2 separate regions of the Rattus norvegicus genome follow, and region 2 is linked to region 1. A link is a contact called in public Hi-C data. All regions are on one chromosome and are shown on one strand. The core of a region is the stretch at or near the end of the contact, and the rest is flanking DNA. Distances in the headings are between cores, read along the strand shown.

Region 1 (3,643 bases), core at 530-3,029:
ATGGTTCATTATTCTAGTTTAAAGGCCAGAATACAAAGTTTCAGGGAGATGATTTGCTGAAGGTAAATCAATGATTGAGGAAGATAGTCAAGACACTTGTGTGATTAGGCTTTGAATGGTGTCTTCCAGGCAGAGAGGAGATGTCCCACAGAACACTTCCAAGTCCAGGTTGACGCCTAGGATGGACATGCCGGCAGCTCTGAAAGTCTCTGGGGGTTCCATCTGCCTGGTTTTCCCACCCCATGAATTCCTATAGTAGCTCGCTTCTGGTTAATTTAGTAACTGCCACAAGAGGGATGTCACTTCTGTGATTAGACCCCAGGAGTCTGACTTTGGTCTTCTGTCAGACTGTCCCTTGATGGTTTTGACAAGATAAGATGTGGGGATCATATGGCAAGCACAGGAGAGCCCACTCGACCAATGGGAGCTGAGCCATCATTCCATCATCCCCCTAGGGATCCCCTCCTCACACACAATGGCAGTGGTGACTCATAAGTACTTCCCTCCCTCGTCAAGCCTTCAGAGAATGCCTCCTTCCTTTGCCAACAGTCACCTTGTTGGGTGACCCTGAGAACAAATTTTTTTTTCTTTTTTCTTTTTTTTTTCTTTTTTCGGAGCTGGGGACCGAACCCAGGGCCTTGTGCTTGCTAGGCAAGCGCTCTACCTCTGAGCCAAATCCCCAACCCCCTGAGAACAAATTTTAGATCAAGAATGTTCTCCCAAGTATTTGATAAGTCATTAGTAATATGGACCAAATCAGGCCCAAACCCCAGTCTCAACCAGTCCCTAAAGCTACTAATAGAATCTAGGAACCACTTTTGCCTGCAGGACATTCGTCACTCCTAGCCAATTGGATTTTATTTTGAGAGCCTCTCAAAGAATGGGAGACAGAAATAAACCTGATCCCAAATCAATCAAAAGACTGAATAGGAAAATTTCCCTACACTGCGCAGGGATCCTGTGCTGTATCCCTACCGTCAGGTTAAACCAAATACACACCCGTTTCCTAGGGGTGGGAGTCACATAGCCTCCTGGGTAGTCCAAGGAGCATTAAGCTTTGAATTGGGTTTAAGGTGGTGTTGTTGAGGCATAAGCAAGCAGAATTCTCTTTGAAGGAAAGTGGTTTCATCTGGGTCTGAAATAGTTTCAATAAGCAATTTTTCCAGTAGCATGGGCCTGACACAGGAAAGATAACTTTGTACCCAAAGAAATGAAATTGCCACAAGGAGAACGGATTTACAATTGTTATGGGTGCTTACACAAGGGCTCTTCCCAGTGTGCTCTGCTTACATCACCAATCCAGGCACGATCCTTTCTGCAGCACCCTTGGCCCGTGGGGATTGGCATCCAAAGATGTGTTTCTGCCTGAGAAAAAGTATGCTTTAGCCTGGATTCTGCAGGGCTATGGACACACCATCTTCTTATTGTTATGTCAGGACATATTCTGCCTTGTATGGCCGTGTCCATCCCAGGAGGACTGCATCAAGGCAGAGGGAGGAGGGAGAAGTGCTTTTCTGAATGGAGATTCGTCAATGTACTTCTGTCTGCTGCGGTTATCAGTGTTGCTATTTCAGTGAAGAATGGTGGAGCCTTCACCAGGCTCATGCCAGACGCCATGGGGGTGGGTGTCTGGGCAGTGATAGGGCAGGGACCCTCTCTGTCGTCAGAAAGCATGAGCTCACGCCAAGGTTTCCGTAGGTCGCTGAGATAGGGCCCGGCTCTCTGGAGACAGGCATGACCTCGGGCGGGCCCCTCGTCATTGAACTAAGAGGGCTCCGTGTCAGCCTGAACTTAGTGGTGATAAGGGCCAGATAATGGTAGCCAAACTCCCACGGCCTCTGCAGGCCTTCTCAGGCCCAGAGGCCAGAGAGAGGGCAGGTCAGGGAGGGGCCAGGAGAGGAGGTGGTGCAGTGTGGCCACGTCTCTAAGCCTCTTGGGTAGTTGTTGGGAACCCGAGGTCTCCAGGACCCCCAGGACCTGCTTGTGGGTCCATATCCCTACCTCTAGGCCAGACATTAGGACCATATGGGCACCAGAGCCCTGAGGGGTCATCAGGGTGTGAGCCCTTCCTTTCCTACCCTGCTCAATTTCTTCAATTTAACGGTATCTGTTAGCTATTTTCATGAGTAGGATTAAGAGTGGATGCCTGTGTCCTGGCTGCCATGAATTTGAGGGCCAGAGATAATCGTCAGAAGAGGCTGAACACAGTCCGCACAGCTCTGGGAGGTTTCCAGTGCCTATGCTCTGACTCCGAGTCTTCGCCTAGTGCCTCATCTTACAGCACTCTCCTTTAATAACAGCCAAATCTGTGTGTACCCAAGCGGATGATGCTCAAAGCCCTGAGCTTGTGAGTCTATCCCTTCCCTGTACATCAAGACGGCAGGGGGTGGATTCCAAACTCCGGACCTTCAGAAATAGCTCCTGCTTTTCTGTTCACACCAGTCGGTAGGAGCCACAACCATGTGACAGGAGTCAGAGGTACCATATGCAGTGATGAACTGTGCCTGAGCCACCTGTCCTTGGAGCAGGACCTCCAATCCACACATAGGTGACGTGAGCAGCTTCAACAGCCGAAAAGTAGTCCCACACCTCTGCTGATGTCCTTTACTCTGGAGTCGTCCGCCCCTAGGGCAAGAGTTGGAAGAAATGATTCCGGTGTTATCGGTTCCAAAAACGGAAAACTGAAGCCCTTTTGTTTCGCTAGTAGTTTTCTTCATCTGCCCAACACAGCTAAATGTTAAAAAAAAAAAAAAAAAAAAAGCCTCACTAATCGAGACTCTGGTGCCATCTGCTGGAAGTTTCAGGCACTGCATTGCCTGTAGCGTTCCAATGCAATCTTAGGTTTAAAACAAACGTGGGCTTGCGTAGCTCTGTCTGCTACTTAGAAGTATATGCTCAGAAATAGCTCACAACATGACTGTAAATGATGAAAACAGCCTCTGGGTGTCAGGCTCACCTGTCTGGGTTAGAATAGCGGCAATGACAAAGATTTATGCTCTATCTGTAATGATTTGCTTTTCTTCTTAAGGTGTCTGAAGCCAGAGTGGCAAGATATTACCATTCACTGAAAGTTACGTGTGCAGTCAGGCGTGATGGCTTACACCGTTAATCCCAGCATTTGGGGAGTAGAGGCAGGTGGATCTCTGTGAGTTTGAGGCCAGCCTGGTCTACAGAGTGAGTTCCAGGATAGTCATGGCTACCCAGAGAAACCCAGTCTCTGAAAACAAACACCCACAAAAAAACCCCAACAGCTTACAGGTGCTCATATTGGGAATTGGCTTTATAAACGCTTCTTTGTGTTTAACATAGCCTGCCATGGCAGTAATTAGTCTTTATTATGCTATATGAGATTTCAATTCATCACGTGTTATATACCTCATTCATATGAGGGCAAGAAATAACAGCAAAGTCGTAGGCTGGAGAGATGGCCCAGCAGTTAAAAACCACCTGCTGCCTTCGCAGAAGACCTTGATTCAGGTCCTAGCACCCAGAAGATAGCTCACAGTTCCAGGGGATCAGACACCCTCTTCTGACCTCCCCAGACATCAGACACATGTGTCACACACACACACACACACACACACACACACACACACACACACACACAGATATTCACAAATACATATAGAATAAAAAATTAGAC
Region 2 (3,812 bases), core at 944-3,443, 290 kb before region 1:
TGAGGTGCCAGTTTACGTAACCCTGGGAAGCCCTGAGGCACAGAAAGGCTAAGTTAACTTACTATGCAGCTGGTAAGAGGCACCCATCTGTGGAGAGAGAATCTGATGATGTCAGGGTTAGGATGCTCACCTTGCGCTGCAACAGGAGAGAAGGAGTAAGTCTCCTCTGGTCTCACACAGTCCTTGCTGATTGATGAAGTTCTTGTCTTCCTTGTTTGCCTTGTAAAGGATATTGGACAGAATAGTCCCACTCCAACACACTTTCTGGAAACCTCTTGTCTATTCCAGAATGAGCTCGAGCCTCTCATAAGTGGGAAATTAAGGTCAAATGAGGTGTTTTCCTGAGGACCTGGGGTGGGTGGCATGGGGGAGTCTGCTTGGCCAGTTACATCAGCGTCTTGACGGCAGAGGGTGGCATGCTCTGGGTTCTTCCGAAAGCGGAAATGTGATGAAGTAGACGTTTATGAACTCTCCAATCAGACTGGCTGCTCACTGAGAAGTCCTGTTCCCTAGGTGCTTCCCTTAGGAGAAAGAGCACAGGGTGGTGTGTTTAAAACAGGCATGCCTACAAACAGAGCTGCATTTGGGACAGCACAGCAATTCAGTGTGTAGGGCCTTCCCGTGCTGAGTCTGGCCTTGGATGTCTTCACTCATCTAGACAGCAGACAGGAAGAGACACCCAGACTGTGGTTATCACTGTACCCCTAGGAAGTGGGATGGAGACCTTCAAGCCCAGCATTGACTTAGTGTCTAGCACTGTAGAGCGCAGCCTTGGGGGACAGAGGATAACATTCATATGAGAAATGAGAAGCAGGGGTGTACCCCAGGTATCAAGCAAACTACAGCTCAGGCCGGGGGCTGAGGGGCCACAAAAAATAACAGGAAGGAACCAAGAAAAGGAGAGGCAGGTCCTGCTGCGGCCTCTAGCCTGGCTAGCTCTGAGGTTGGATGGGGTCCCAGCTATCCCTGGGACCATCCCATGATTCATAGAGTCACATCCCTGCCTACTATCACTGGAGAGCATCCAGGACACTGTGCTGAGTTAAACCTGAGGGTGCGCAGGCCCTATAGCTGTCATGGAAGGTGGTGACTTTATTACCTCCCGAGGTCACACTTAACCCCAAGGAGAAACATCCAGGAATAAGACAGGGCCTCTCCCAAGGGGACCATCTGTCTTCACTCACTCCAGGAAGCAAAGATACTGGGCTCCTGGAGTGCTAGGACATTCTCCAGGCCAACAGTGCCACCTGTGTGTCACTGTGCCTAGGCCTCAGACATGTTCTCTTTTGGCCACTCCCATGGGCGCATCGACTGCGGTCCTGCTCTCGTTTTGCCAATGGGCAAACCAAGACTCTGAAGGTGAGCCTCCCGCTGGTCTTCCTTGCTGGGACCCTGACAGGTGGCTTTCCCTGACTCTGCAGTGCCCTCCTTGGCTACTGTGTCCTGAGAGACGTGGAAATGGTTAGCACAGAAAACTGTAGCCTAGGCAGAGGTGGCCTCAGGATCCCCATGGCCTGACCTCAGCCCTTGCCTGCCTTGCCATGCATGGGTCAAGCCATGGAGGATCTAGCTAAGAAGAAGCCACCCTCGGCTCTGCCTCAGCTGGGCCGGGGAACCCTGACCAATTGCTTTTCTTCTCCATCTCATGGGGGATCTGTGTAATGTTCTGAAATCCGCAGGCACAGGGCTCTGCATGCAGATGGATGTCAATATGTGCACATTCCCTTCCCTCAGACACACTCCATAGTGGAAAGCACCTTCCCTGGAGTCACCCGGGGGCCTAACCTGTCAGATTCCAGCTCCCCCAGACCTCCGGACTTGTTCTCCCTCCTGTTCACCTTGGCCCCTGGACCACCAAGTCTGTGTGGGCTTCACAGGCTGATGGAGGCTGACAGGAGCCGGTCTCAGGGGTGGAGGAAGATTCCTGAGGACCGATGAGGTGGAGGGAACACTGCCCAGCAGCTGACAGGGCCAGGGGAGGTAGGAGGGCGAGGAGAGTACACTATCTCAGACTGCTGCCTTAGAGAAGGGCCAGGGTACCATCTAGGGCCATCTCTGTTGGAGCCCTTGCCCACACCAAGGTCAGTTGGCTTGTGTGGTTAAAATTAGCCTCCTGGTCATTGCCCTGGACTGTGAGTGGCCTTTTCCCATGAACCTCTAGGACCTGGTCTGTCAGAGACCCAATTGGGCTTTGTGCCCTCTATTCTCCAGAGAGCAGGAGACTGCATATAAAACTGTCCAGAGGTGGTGATGGCAGGGCACAGGTGCGTGCAGGCACGTGTGCAGGCTGCGTGTGCACAGGCAAGCAGCCAGCCAACCCAGGAAACCCCGGCAGGGAGAGGCGGTAAAACCCTGTCAGCTTATTGGTATCACTCCTTCATTATGCTGCGTCTCACTCACCTCCCAGATTCCCATGTGACAGCTGATGATGTTCCTCAGGATATTTCTGGCCCCAGTGCTGCACAGTAGCCCCACCCCTTCCCCCACTCCCACATGCCAGGCAGTGTTTGGATGTGTCTGAGTAAGTCAGGAAGAGCTGAAGGCATCTTTGGCCAGGCACTGCCCTCCTCTGGTAAGCTAGGCAGTGTCTGTGTCTCACTATGACCCCAGCCCATAGCATAGGAAAGGCCCCATGGTGTTTGTGCTATGTGACTGAATGGCGGGCGAGCCAATATTTTATTCTTTGCCCACAGTCCATAGATAATGACACACTAATCCAAATAACCCAGCAGAGCAGGGTTCAGTACAGACTGCAGTGCAGTGGGAACGGAGACGGTGAAGAATCTCAATGTTCACCAATCCAGGCCAGACATGCCCAGCCTCCGGGCTCGTGCGGGTGTGTCCCTCTGCTAAGCAGTTCCAAGTTCAGCTTCACCTCTGGCAAATGCAGTCTCTAAGCAGAAGCCAGATGGGTCTGACAGAGCCTCTGAAGTCCTCAGTACCACAGCACACAGCCCCGTAAGGTGGCAGCTAGGATTTTACAGATTGGGTTGGGGGGGACTATGAATTAAACAGCCTGAAGCAGTGGCCCTGCCTGTGAGTCCTGCTGGCGACTCTCCGAGTGACCTCTGATCAAAGTTAAGGTGTCAGTGGGGAAGAAAATATTTGCAGTGCCTGTATAACAAAGGATTACCGAAAAGAAAACCCAAGGGTGGGGGTGGGGGCTTCCTGTTCCTAAACACCCTGGAGACAAGGGGTAGATAAGAGTAGAGCAGTGTCGGGGGAGCCCCTCACAGCCTAGAAACAGAAAGGATGCTTGGTGCACAGTGCAAAGGAAAAGCAAACTAAACACAGGTGTACCATGATCTACCACGAGACATGGCAGGCATTCGTGCCAGGACAACACCTGCAGAAGATGCAGGAAACCAATGATGTCATAAGGTGATGTGAGTTCTCTGTGCACGCTCATGTGTGTGCATGCACACACTGGTGCACTCATATGCACACATGTGCACACACACAGACACATGCATGAATATTCATGCATACACACTCACACATTCCCACATGCACTGGCATGCACACATGTACACACACACACACACACGCATGTGCACGCACACAGATGCAGGTATGCACTTGCACACATTCACACACACATGCACATCTGTGGGGTTTTTGCTCATCTGGAAAGCTGCCCTTCAGCAACGCATACCTTCAAAGACAAACAAACAGGGCCTGCCTTCAGAACCTTGATGCTCAGGCAAGGAAAGACATCAGGGATGTTAACTGATTGCTTTTTGATGAATGGGCTCTTCAACATATCGGGATAGGAAGAGCCAGGAATCATACCTGGACTGATTTTACGCACA

Evidence for each region. Hi-C and Micro-C count contacts between places; a contact is called where the count stands out from the background.
Region 2: a contact with region 1 is called in a Hi-C map of liver, with 6 times the contacts expected there. The contact joins two enhancer-like sites. A contact is called at or near these places in 11 of 12 Hi-C or Micro-C datasets (the A7r5 cell line, Schwann cells, frontal cortex and 6 more) and 1 of 1 datasets of contacts at active chromatin or transcription factors (oligodendrocytes).

What each region holds. Positions count from the first base shown.
Region 1 is chr15:41,506,692-41,510,334 of GRCr8, reverse strand. No RefSeq gene overlaps it. Among named protein-coding and RNA genes, the nearest start is that of Defb44, 21 kb to the right of the region's middle. Within about 2 kb of position 1,779, at least 8 of the 93 cell types and tissues checked have an H3K27ac peak or open chromatin away from gene starts, as enhancers often do. A contact at or near this core is called in liver, where this site is marked.
Region 2 is chr15:41,797,277-41,801,088 of GRCr8, reverse strand. No RefSeq gene overlaps it. Among named protein-coding and RNA genes, the nearest start is that of Blk, 42 kb to the left of the region's middle. Within about 2 kb of position 2,193, at least 10 of the 93 cell types and tissues checked have an H3K27ac peak or open chromatin away from gene starts, as enhancers often do. A contact at or near this core is called in liver, where this site is marked.